Linked DNA regions of Sus scrofa: region 2 is linked to region 1. Evidence: chromatin contacts called from public HiChIP or PLAC-seq data. All regions are on one chromosome and are shown on one strand. Each heading gives the region's core, a stretch centred on a gene start, on an enhancer-like site or on the middle of the called end of the contact. The rest is flanking DNA. Distances are from core to core; before and after follow the strand shown. Region 1 has its middle 110 kb from the start of LPP. Region 2 overlaps LPP (lipoma-preferred partner).

Region 1 (6,632 bases), core at 1,455-3,954:
GATTGGATAGAAGGAAAGGATTAGACAGCAGGCAAAGTTAGTCTAGAAGTGGCCTGTCTCATTCAGAATTGTCCTCAGTGGAGGAAAGGTGCCAGGCTTTTGTACCTTATGTCATCTAGACATTGAATAAACTGTCCCCAGAGTGGGAGTGTTACCTTGAATAAGGTGGCTCCCTTTGATGCTGGACAATTCCTGGGAAGAGACTTAGGTGTGACCCAGCGGTACTGCACAGCAGGAATGAGTGCCTTGGTTCTGAAGAGGGGTCAGGCAGGTGCCTCACAGCATCCATGACAAATGTATTTCTGAAGAGAGGAGGAGATGGGGAACATTGGCCTTTTCCCTCAACTTGAGTTTCTTTTGTGGACCAATTCCTTTGGCAAGGAAATCCACGACCACTCTATTCACAAGGAAAGAGATTTTCACTCCCCTTCCCAGATCCCAGGTCCCATTTAAGGGTGGAGATTGGACACTTTCAGGTTTTTTGACATCCCTTGCTTATATACCACCTCCATCTCCAGCACCCCCCCAACCACCATCACCCCCTCAAAGAGGAGGGGCAGGAGCCGATCCAGTTGTGGTCCAGTGGGCAGGCTCTCTCAGCCTCCATGGCTGCTCATGGCTGTAAGCATGAATGATTGGCCCTTGCACTGTTCTCACCTCACCTCTTGCCTCCTTCTTGCAAGTGTCTTCTAGGGGTAGGTCTGACCCTCCAGCTCTCCTTTGATCAGATTCTCTCTCTGTGGCTGGGTGAGCAAGTCAGGAAACCAGTTCATCTGTGAATTGCAAGGATGGAGTTGGATACCCATGGTGGTCTCACTTTCAAGCTGTCTTTTCCAGCAGTTTTCTAGAGATGTATCAGGAATTACCAAACAGTTGATTAAACTGTATTTTAATCCTCGTTTAACTAGTGACCTATGCGGCTTTTTCTACAGTTTTTATTCATGGAGCAAATATTTATGGCGCATGTTTTATGTGACTCACCCAGGACTAAGTGTGAGAAAATGGAATAGGAAAAAAAAAAAAAAAATCCCTGCATTTACAGAGAGTCTTTTTTTTTTTTTTTTTCTTTTTAGGGCTGCTCCCTCAACATATGGAAGTTCCCAGAATAGGGGTCGAATCGAAGCTGCAACTGCCATCCTACGCCATAGTCACAGCAACACCAGATCCGAGCCACATCTGCAACCTATACCACAGCTCACGGCAACACTGGATCCTTGACCCACTAAGCAAGGCCAGGGATCAAACCCACATCCTCATGGATACTAGTCAGATTCATTTTCACTGCGCAACAACAAGAACTCCCCAGAATTTACATTTTACTAGGCACAGAGGAACAGTAAATAAATGAGCAAACAGATAAACAGACCATGCCAGAACTAGAAAAGGTCTATGAAGGGCCTGAAACAAGGAGTGACTGTGCAAGGTTGGGTGGAGTGTGCTGCGAGACAACTTGACTGGGTGGTTCCCTGGGGAAGAGCCATCTGAGCTAAGACAATGTCTAAATAAAGAGCCACACATGTGCAGATGTGGGGAGTGTTCCTGGCAGAGACAGCCAGTGCAAAGGCCCTAGGGTAGGAACGAGCCTGGCAGGTTTGAGAAACTAAAAGATCCTGGCAGTCTGAGAAACTAAAAGTGGAGAGTTGTGGGAAGGGGCAGAATGTGAGAACAGAGAGAAGACCAAGGCCAGATCACAGAGGGGCTTTATATAGACTCAATCATTCCATTTCCCCAAATGTGCAACACATACTACCAGGTTCTGTGCAAATATTTGGGGTGGTTGATATGCAAATATTTTATTGGAGGAAGTATAAATTTATTTGGGGGTATATTAGGAAAAATTTAATTAGCACATCAAAACCATGATTTCCTAGATACATTATTCAGTTGAAACTACATTTAAAAAGTGAATTGATTTAAAGAGAATATTAAGTCAATTATAGGACAGATGTTATGCAGATATAGGCAAAATCTCCAAGGGGGTGTTTACAGAAGTGAAATTGAAGAAAAAACTGCTTACCAATTAGAAACAAAAGGGGGCCCCATTCTCAGCCCCTGACATGTCCCCTCCAGCTGGCAACTCAGAAGTGAGAGACAGGTGAGTGACTCAGATGTGGCTGAGGTGTCTACTATGCTCCACATGTCCCCTTTCCACTCCCCCTGTGTAAAGATGTCTCCAAGGGGCAGCAGAACAGCCAGGGACTGTATTCTCCAGTTCATGTGAGTATAAGATGAGAGTGTATGTCCAGTTCTCACCAGTGGAATGAGACTGGAGGGCTAGATGTCCCTTCCAGGCAGGGCTTCTGTGCCTGCTCCACCTTCCACCTCTTTTCCTGGCAGGGGATGTGGGAGAATCAAGCCAGCAAGGACCGGAGACCTGAATCTCCATGTGAAAAAAGATCACCCAGAGGAGTTACCACTGTGGCTCAGTGGGTTATGAACTCAACTCATATCCATGAGAATGCAGGTTTGATCCCTGGCCTTGCTCAGTGGGTTAAGGAGATGAAATTGCTGCAAGCTGTGGTGTAGGTCCACAGCTGCTGCTTCAATTTGACCCCTAGCCTCGGGTGTGGTGAAAAAAAGAAAAAAAGAAAAAAAAAAAAAAAAAGAAGAAGAGGACCACTGACCAGGACTAGTTATAGATGGAGAAGGAGAAGTACACTCCCTTTGTGTTAGGCCATTGGCATTTCCGGTTTGTTTGTTCTAGAAGTTAGTTAACCCCTATCTGGGATCTTTGGTTTATGGAGGAACTGTATTCTCAGAGTATGGAAACTACATGACAAAAGAGATGTGACAGCTTGCAGAAGAGAAAGAAGTGGGATGGAAGTCAAATATATAATCTTTTTTTCAAACACTCAATAGACTATCTTGTCAGAGGCCCAATCACTGGAAGGAGGAGGCGGGGGGTTGAATGGGGAAGCCCACTTGAGCCACTTTCTCTCATTGAGATCTGCCTCTAAGTCACCTGACCCAAGAGACTGCCATGCCCCAAAAGAACAGGCAAGGTGGGCTCATCTACAAGGAGCCCCCTGTCCTCACGGATCCCCAGTCCCCAAAGCTGCCTCTTCCTGAACGAGCTTGATCGGACCAGCAGACACAGTGACAGATCCATGCCCTCTGCATTCTGTAACTTTGCTCTCAGAGCAGAGAACCCAGCAAGAGCCAGGGAAGAAGTGATCCAGGGAAAGGCTTTTCTGACCAGAGATGGATGTACAGCTCTGGAAAACCGTGTCCTCTACCCAGACAAGCCCAATCGTTGGAGACAAGATGGAGAGGCTTGGGAGGACGTCTGGGCCAGAGGCTCCCAGGCACAAAAGCACTCAGGTCCAGGCAGACAGTATTAATGAGTGAAGTGGGCTTAATGTAAACCAAGAGGAAAAGGCCAGGCACATAGCAAAATAAAACATTAAAATCCAGAAAGCAGGAGGGAAAAAATGGAGAGAGCCCTCATTTGCAGGCCTTTCTTCAGGGGATAAGAAAAAAGAGACTCAAAGAAGGGAGAGGCTTACTGGAGGTCATTCTGTTTTGAGGACAAATCCAGGGTGAGAACACAGGCCTGTGCAGTGCATAGCTTAGCCAGTGGAGGGGGTGAAGTGTGGGTTCAAGGCAGCAGAAGGGCAGCCACAGTAGGAGAGACCCCTGTGGAGTTGGTGGGGGTTGGGGAGACTGGGATCTCCCCAGTGGGCTGACACATGAGCTTGGATGGTAGGTACCAATTAGTGGGTGTTCCTAACCTCCCTCCAAATTTGACATTTGCATTAGCAGAGAGTCATCATTTAGTCCTTCCTTCTTTCATCCATACCTCCAATCACGCCCTAAGCCTTTGGGATTTAATTTCTACATATCCCTTGAGCCCATCTTTCCTCTTCATGGGCCAGCTTTGCCATATTCTTCATCCTCTCTCTTCAGATGACAGCAAGGTCTTCCTGGTCAGTCTCCTTCCTCCAACTCTTCCCCATCCTATCCCATTGGGTGTCAAAGTGCTGCATCAACAATAGATACAATTATATCATGATCCTGCTTACCACCCCCTATGCTGCCCATTGCCTTCTAGGATAAAACCCAGATGTAACACAGTAACTTGAGGCCTCAAGGAAAGAGGACTTATTCTCAGTTCTTCTCCAGCTCTTCTTCTCCAAATATCCCATGTCCCATCCTGCCAAATTGCTGGCCATTCCATTAATACATCCTGAAGTTCCACACTTGTAGACTTTGGGCCATGCTGTTCCCACTCTTTCAAATGCCCTTCCCCATCTTCCATGGCTGGTAGTATTGGGTGAAAGAACAATCTGGCACAGACTAGGCAATAAGGAGGTACAGGGTTTGCAGGAATTAAAATCAGTAATAGGAGGAGCTCCCATTGTGGCTCAGTGGTAACGAACCCAACCAGTATCCTTGAGGATGGAGGTTCGATCCCTGGCCTCGCTTAGTGGGCTAAGGATCTGGCATCGCTGTGGCTGTGATGTAGGCCGGCAGCTACAGCTCTGATTCAACTTCTAGCCTAGGAACTTCCATATGCTGTAGGTGTGCCCCTAAAAAAAGACAAAAAAATAAAATAAAATCAGTAATAGGAGTTCCCTGGTGGCTCAGCAGATTAAGGGTCCAGTGTTTTCACTGCCGTGGCCCTGGTTACTGCTGTGGTGCAAGTTGAATCCCTGGTCTAGGAACTTATACATGCCATGTGCTGCCAAAAAAAAAAAAAAAGGAAGAAAGAAAGTAAAATCAGTGATAAATCCAACTAAAATTTAACCTTCTTTTTATTGGCACCTTGCACTGGCGATTCTAAATGTGGACAGGCTACCTCTGCTCAGGCCGCCCACTGTAAACATCAGCCTCCCTTGGAGCACTTCTGGAACAAGAAAGCCCACATCATCCTTCAAAGACCAGCTTAATGTCCCATCCTTGGTAATGACCTTCCTTGACCTTCCACCCCAGCCCTTTTCCCTCTACCTCCAGGGGTAATGCTTCTCTCCTCTGGACTTCATTACACGTTTCCCACCCTGGCACTTGCCCTTGCCCTTGGACTGCTCCATTTCCCTCCTGTTTACAAATCTGTCTCTCCCAGGGGACACTGAATTCCTTGAAGACAGAGTTTGTGACATAGCTGCGTCTTCTTGAGGCTCAGCACAGTGCCTGGGACATCACAGGGGCTCAGGAAAGGGGTGGTAAGTGAACAGATGAGCACAGTTTGAGCTCTTCTAAACATTAATTCAGGCATGATGGGTTTCCAAGTCACAACCCAATTAAAATCTCTCATTTATGTTTAGAATGTTGCTGCAGGTCAAGTCTTAACATTCTGGCTGGAGCGCCTCTCCTTGCCAGGGCACGACAGGAAGGTGTTGGGTGGTATGGAAATGACTCACCGCCCGGGCGGCTTAACAGGATTACCGAGGGGCTCACATAACTCAGTGAGGCGTGATGGGAGCCCCAGCGTGCCAGCCAGGTCAGGGACCGAGGCTGTTATCTCTGTGACTGTTTCCCTGGTGTCCGGGGACAGAGGAAATTAAAAGTCACTGCACTCGACTAGCCGAGAAGAGAAAGATTCAAAAGAAACTCGGAGATGCCTCCCTCCCCTCAGTGAATTTCTGCCCTCCAGATCTCAGAAGGCTGACTTGGGCAGGGGGCACTGAGGATAAAATCTGAGTCAATCTCCTCATCTTGCCAATAGGGAAGCTGAGGTCCAGAGAGACGCGTACACTCCTCAAGGCCACACAGCTGATAAGCGACAGAATTGAGACCTGAGTCTGTCCAGGGAGGCAACATCGAGGAACCAGTCAAGGAAGTAGAGAGCAAAAGGAAGAAGAAATTCACTCTTGGCTTTTGTTTGTTGGCTTAGTTTCCCTTTTTTAAAAGCAATTGAAGGAAAATCACATAACATAAAATGAACCTTATTGAAGTCTGCAACTGAGTGGCATGTAGGAGATTCCCAGGGTGGTATAAACATCACCCCTATATAGTTCCAAGGCAGTTTTACCAGCCCCAAAGAAAACCTCATCCCCATTCAGGAGTCAGTTTCTTCCTTCCCCCACCCTGCCAACCATCAGTTTTCTGTCTCTATGGAGTTGCCTTTTCTAGACATTTCATACAAATGGAATCTTAGACTATGTGGCCTTTTGTATCTTGCTTCTTTTGCTTAGTATCATGTGTTTGAGATCTAGCCACATTGAAGCATGTGCCAGGACCTCATCCTTTTTGAGACTGAGTAATATTCCATTGTGTGCGTATACAACATGTGGTCTGTTACACCAAGTTTTAACTAAGAGCTAGTACTAGGGTAATAAGAAGTCCCCCAACTTATTTATTAATTAATTTATTTATTTTGGCAGTACCCATGGCATGCAGAAGTTCCCAGGCCAGGGACTGAACCCACGTCACAGCTGTAATCAGAGCCACAGCAGTGACAACAGGCAGGATCCTTAACCTGCTGAGCCACCAGGGAACTCCTGAAAGTCCCTCAATTTATTCACGCCTCCTTCATTCTGCACTATTTGAAGGCAGGCACATGGCAAGGGCACGGTAATGCTCCTGAATAGGCATTTATCGATGCCTGCTGCTGTTAAACCTCTATGAGGTGCCTAAACAGATGGCCAGGCACAGTGTGATATGGAAAAGGACCACTCACTGAGCCCAGGAAA
Region 2 (6,632 bases), core at 1,455-3,954, 680 kb after region 1:
CTTGTTGTGCTGCCACCAAGTCACTGCAGAGTTTTTGGATCCAGTAAGCCCAGCTACTCATTCCTTCGGTGGAAAAACTAGAATGTTTTTCTCTCTTCCATCCCCACCTGTCAAAATTACATCCTTTAAGGTTGGTCTTAACTGCTTCTTTCTCCAAGAAACCTTTTCTGAGCCTTCTCAGGTGTGATTTTCCTCCCACATCTCCATAGCACTTTCTCAGATGATACCGTGTTTTGTTACGTAGGATGTATATAGCCTCATGATTAATTCAAAAGGCACTGCCATTGTACCATACAGATTATCGTACTGGGCAAAGAGTATATACCCGGGGAATGCCTGTTGAATACAGTGAGAATCCCAAAGCTTAGCTTTTCATCCTGACTTTTAGGGCTCTGCTCTGACCTTTCCCTTTAATTAGTGACTGAAATTTCCTCCTAGATCCTCATGGGTAGCCCTCAAACTCTCCATAAACCATGTAGGCTCAGGCTCTTGGAATCCCAATATTACACTTTGGGCAGCCATGGTCTGGAATCTTAATTGCTGCCTCTACCTCCATCACAGGCCACCATGACCAATAGTCAATAACATTTGGCCAGAACAATTTTTTTCCAAAGTGTGGTCCAGAGATCACTGGTAGTCCCTGAAGGAGTATCAAGGAGTCTAGAAAAGGAAAAAGTAATAAACAATTATTTTCTTGACTTGCTTTTAACACATCTGAAATGTAAAATGACAACATTCATAGAAATTCAATATGCTCTTAATGAATCATCACATTCTTAAAGATTGCACATGGACCACAAAACCTGTGTTGATCGGTGTTGTTTAACAGATGTTAAGTAACAGTGCCATTCAGCTCAGTATTTTCATGTCATTGGTATGTTTTTTTTCCTGCTGCTGTTAAACCTACATTTTTATTATTACTATTGTATTACACTCTTTCTTCAGTTCACCAAAATAGATCAGTGATTTGAATGAGTCTTTGAAAGTGGAAAAAAAACAGTAATAAAGATAATACCATAAATACCACTTCAGATTAATATTACAAATGTAAATTTTAGTGAACGCAATTCCAATATAAATATTGGAAATGAATCTGTATACACTGGGATGAATGTGATTATTTTGCACAAGCAGTTGAAAAAGAAATTTTTGAATGTTATGATGATATAATTTTTTTAATTATATTTTATGGACTGGTGATCTATTTGCCTGTAATCTCAAACATATTTTCTGTAATGAAATGTTGTCAGATAGTAGCATGAAGCTCTTAGAATTTTAGCACCATTTTACAACATAGTATAGTAAACTAATTACTTTTTTTCTAAATAATCACAAAAATAGTGCCATGCAAAAAACTCAATTTTCTTACTAAAGACAATGAAAGTCCAAAATTTTAAAAGCATCTTTGTAAGGTTACACATTTCATATGATAAAAAAGCAAATACAAGTTCATTCTTAGATAGAAGTTTATAAATCAAGCCATATAGTTTATTACAAACATTATATAAAAGTTTATCAAATGTCAAGAATATGCTATTAAGACTTCATAAAAATGTCAACTATGGTGGAGGCAGCTCAGTTTCCAAGAGTTTTTTAACTTTTTTTAAGCACTTGATATTGCTTATTCTTTAGGGGGGAAATGTTCTATAGTTTGAGGTATATTTTAAAGATGCATTCAAATCCTGTGACAAATATAAAGAAATGCTTTCCAGGGCTAGTGCAACCAAAGAAGTTTAGAAATATATTTTCCTCTTTTCTCCATGTTGAAACATTTAAAGTTCCTCCGCCCCACACACCTTTAGGTGTGAAATGGTTGTCAATCCAATATGATGGAGTGCTGAAAGCAGTCTTTAGTGAGAAATCTTTCCATAGTGTCAGCTCTGTGTTCAATCCTGAAGCACAGAAGCAGCACAGAGGCAAGTTAGCAGACTGGTTAGGACCATTGACCCTGGGACTAGACTGCTTGTGTTAAAAGGTAACAAACCACTTTTATAACCCAGTTTCCTCCTCTGTATAGCAGAGATGATAATAGTCCCTTGCCATAGGTTGTTAAGTATGTGTAATGCATTAATATACATGAAGCATCTAGAAAATGCCTGATCTATATGAAGCATTAGGTTTGCTATAGCTTATCTGTTAAATCTCACTGATTCTTGCTGATGTTCCCAGGGACCTATAATTACTTGTTAAGCCTTTTTACATTTGTAGAAATAAAAAATAAGAAGGGAAACTGAATGTGACTGTGAACTCTGGCTCAAGACTCCCACAGTGAAACCAGCTATGGATACAGACTGCAGCCAGCACAATGCCTCTCACTGACATCAATGTTTTCTCTTGCATTACATTTTAATGTTATTGTTCAAAACTTAATGCAATCTTTTTAACCTAAACATAATGTCTATATGTGGTCAGAGCCCCCATGAATCAATTTCATGATGCTGTAAGTTTATAGAACCCTGGGCTGGACAGTGACAACCAAAGACGTGAGGGTCTCAAAATGCTACAGTATGTGGAATAGTGGCACCATTTAGAGATAATTCAAAGTAGGAACAGACCTGGAGGCAGTGCTGAGTTGTAATGTCTTAAAGAGTATCAGGTATAAAAGATGAGACTTATTTCCTGAGGCCCCAAAAGACAGCACTGGGACTACTGGGTAACAGAATGAGGAAGCATCTGGGCTCAGTACAGGAAAGAACTTTTTAGCAGTCAGCACTGCCTGGAAATAAAAGGGACTACCTTTTTCTCTGCCTGTCACTGAGGGCTGGATGCAGGAAGTTGCAACCCAGGCTTTTATGAAAGGAGTTGAATTTTGAGTGTGAACCCAGCTCCCTCCCAGTCTAATTGGACACAGAGTGTCTCCAGGGAGAAAGACTTTCCTAGACTTTGCCTATCACTCCTATTATCCTGGGTCAAGTTTTTCTTATACTTGTATGTGACATTAGAGGCAGAGCACTGGCCTCCAATGCAGGAGACCTGGGTTCTACTGGGTCACTTTCTGTGGCACCTTGGCTGGGAGGGTTAGCTCCTCAGCTGACCGGTAAAGTCACCATCATGCTGGCCTTATGGGGGATAGTGGTGGCTGTGGTGGTCATCTTGCTCGTGGTGATGATGGCTGTAGAAGTGCTCTTATTGCGGCTGCTGGCAGTACATATTTGCTGTCTCCCCATATTGACTTCTTTAGAAAAACTCAAGATGTTCCTTGTTGTGTTCTTTTTTTTTTTAGATTTTAATTTTTTCCATTATAGTTGATTTACAGTGTTCTGTCAATTTCTACTGTACAGCAAAGTGACCCAGTCATTCATATATATATATATATATATATATATGTATTTATATGTTCTTTTTCTCACATTATTCTCCATCATGTTCCATCACAGGTGACTAGATATAGTTCCCTGTACTATACAGCAGGACTTGGTGAGTTCTTAGCAGTCTGTCCCTCTTTTTTTCAGGCCGCTGTGCTCGCTGTGGGGAAAACGTCGTTGGGGAAGGTACAGGATGCACTGCCATGGATCAGGTCTTCCACGTAGATTGTTTTACCTGCATCATCTGTAACAACAAGCTCCGAGGGCAGCCCTTCTATGCTGTAGAGAAGAAAGCCTATTGCGAGCCCTGCTACATTGTAAGTTCAGATTTGATCCTTGGGTACTTTACAAAGATGTCTTCTTTGGCAAAATGCCAGTCACTCCAGATCAAATGTAACCATCAGATCTTTGCTGCTGATCAGATTTCAAAATATGTGCCTGGGAGTTCCCATCATGGCACAGCAGAAACGAATCCAACTGGGAACTGTGAGGTTGCAGGTTTGATCCCTGGCCTCGATCAGTGGGTTAAGGATCCGGCCTTGCCACAAGCTGTGGTGTAGGTCGCAGACACGGCTCTGATCTGGCATTGCCTGGTTGTGCATAGGCCGGCGGCTACAGTTCCCATTCGACCCCTAGCCTGGGAACCTCCATATGCCACAGGTACAGCCCTAAAAGGACAAAAAGACAAAAAAAAAAAAAAAAAAAAATGTGCCTGTGTAATTGGCATATCTTAAGTTTTATCCCTATGTCCTCGGTTCATATGAGGTCAAAAGGTGTATGGCTTGCAGAGAAAATCATCGCCCTGTGGTTTATCAGCGTATATGTACAAGCTAGCACCTTGAAGCATCAGAAGATTTCCCAAGTAGCAGTCACACCTCTTATTATTAGGTCTCACTCTGTATTTGTAGAGAAACATTGCAGGGCCTTGGAACTTGTGAGTGTTCTTTCAAACTCCTGGGTCCTTTGAAATACTTTTTTTCTACCTAGAATTTCTCTTACCTATTATACCCGGCAGGTTTTCAATGATGCAATTACAGAAACTCTCTATTATAGTATCTATACCTTAAAGGGAAATAAATAGTTATGCCTACTGAGCAAATAAATTGTTTCTTTTTTTTAAAATGCTCAACTATATTTTAATAACATAGCTGGGTAACTAAAAATACTCATAGTGACATTATCTTAGCTGTTTGCCAGGCTACTTAAATCTACACATAAAGCTGTCTTCTGATATAGCTGTTTGATGAATGAACATAAACTTTTTTAATCTAAAGTAAATTCCCTTGCTATCCTTCTACTTGATTCTATATCTCTGTGTAACACTTGTTAGTAGAAGAAGTAGTGTTTTTTTTACAAGCCCACGAAATAAACATGATTTGGTCCTCAGTGCCCAGGCATCAAGGTAAGAGAAGCCTTGAGAGCAAAGTAGTGGGAGTTGGACATATCCTTGCAGATCCCCAAGGTTCAAGTTTACTGTAGAAGTTTCTGGCCTTATTAGAATTTTTCAATAACCTGAAAGGTCTTATTCATTGCAGCCCTAGAATCTGTACTACAGATCTCATAAAATTTATTTGAGATTAAGATCGCACAGGGTTAAATATTGTTTTGCATCTCTTAGGTTCTATTTTATTTCATTTTCCTGGCCAAAGGCAACTTCGTTGCATATAGTATCATCATAGTGCCATCAATGTTGGAGCTGGAAAAAAACAGAAACAAAAACTTGAGATCATTTGCCTAACCCCTCTTTAGAAGTAAGAGCACAGAGATACAGGGAGGAGGAAAGTGACTTATCTCTCATTAGTGTCAGAGCTAGGTCTGTATTCAGTTGTTCACACTCCTAGTCCCCATGTGTTTTGCAGACACTGCAAGTTTTTAGCTTGTCCAGAAAATAAACCCAAACACAATGATGTCTGTTGTTGATTTGGAAGGAACACTTACATATCAGGGAAAGTCTAGTGAACAGAAGCTTGTCTTTTTAGGAAATATGAATATTTCAGATACCACTCTTTGAAATCTTCTTTGTTGAAAAAGAAAATGACAAAATTCCCTGCCTTTGTAAACATACTGTGTGGATTGTCATTCACAATGACCTAGGACCACAGTGAAATTATTTATTGCAGTGAGCTCTGTAGCAGTGATGTCAGCAGAGCCTCTGGAAACACCTAAGGCCATTTGTCCATACACTAAGTGACCACAGGTGGCTTTGTAGTTCTTGTGCCTATTTTTCATTCCCCCACCTTTTTTTTTTACTGCATTTTTATTCTTGCTGCATTTTTATTCTTGCTATTTGAATGATGCTCCTGTGGCTGCCTCCTTCAGTTTTCTTATGAGCTAAAAATGTCATGAAAATTGGGAAGGTTACTTGATCTTTGCTGACCTCAGTTTCCTCATATATAGAATGGTGATGGTTGCAGGATTTTGACCAAAGGCCTATGAATATGAAATGAGGCAATCCAGCAATCCTTGACTGGCTCAGGGAGTGGAAGTGGAATGAATGTTATTCTGAGATTAATTTTGATAAGATTTCTGGCCTATTCAGCATTTCTGAAAGGGAGGGCCTTACATGTGCAGTGAGATACATTGGGCTTGGGAAATTGTTTTACCCTCTCAGACATACCTCTCTCCCATTTTTTTTTAATGCTTGGCTTGCTCTCCTGAGTGTGTGGTAAAACTGAAAAAAAGTTTAATCTAGCTAATTATGGGTTTCTCGAATAATGGACTTAAGTTTCAGTCTCCATCCCAGGTGTAACATCTTGGTATTTCTTTAGGACCCATTTTCCTTCTGCTTTGGTTGCCTGTTACTGTACTATGTTCATGACAAGGAACATGACCTGGCTCATATTTAATCACATCCTTGGAAGAAGTGGGTGAATTCAAATAATGGAAATTTTTACCATCCTTCTTGACTTCACTCCCTCATAAGAAACTTTAGTCAAGATTTCTCTTTAATGAGATTTATCCGTGGTGACTCTAAACGTAATTTAATTCTTATCAGAATTTAGTTAAGCTTTACTCCAAAACCCTTGTTCGATATTGATTTCAGAGTTCAGTACAGCCCTCAAGTCCTCAGATGGATGTTTTAGCATTTTAATTTCTTCTGAACTTTTATAAGTCCAATAAGCTGCCGCACTAAAAATGTAAAGGGTTTTCTTGTGCGGAGGTTGGGGAAGCGGGAAGAATAAAATGAAACATTTGTTTTGAAGATAGAGTTTGTATTGAGAAGAACCCTAGGGCTGTGTGTATCTCCCTTTGAACCAGAGCCCTTAGAAAAGGAAGCACCTGCAATGTCATCCAGTCAAATTACCTCCTGTTCCATTAGTGGAAACA

What was found. HiChIP or PLAC-seq counts read pairs in DNA pulled down with a chosen protein or histone mark.
Region 2: an H3K27ac HiChIP or PLAC-seq map of alveolar macrophages shows a contact between it and region 1. The contact joins two enhancer-like sites. A contact is called at or near these places in 2 of 2 datasets of contacts at active chromatin or transcription factors (alveolar macrophages and skeletal muscle).

What each region holds. Positions count from the first base shown.
Region 1 is chr13:125,671,122-125,677,753 of Sscrofa11.1, forward strand. No RefSeq gene overlaps it. Among named protein-coding and RNA genes, the nearest start is that of LPP, 110 kb to the right of the region's middle. Within about 2 kb of position 2,705, at least 2 of the 83 cell types and tissues checked have an H3K27ac peak or open chromatin away from gene starts, as enhancers often do. A contact at or near this core is called in alveolar macrophages, where this site is marked.
Region 2 is chr13:126,354,782-126,361,413 of Sscrofa11.1, forward strand. It overlaps LPP (lipoma-preferred partner), which reads left to right. Exons shown (of 11, transcript XM_021071250.1): 8 at 3,453-3,622. Among named protein-coding and RNA genes, the nearest start is that of MIR28, 76 kb to the left of the region's middle. Within about 2 kb of position 2,705, at least 1 of the 83 cell types and tissues checked has an H3K27ac peak or open chromatin away from gene starts, as enhancers often do. A contact at or near this core is called in alveolar macrophages, where this site is marked.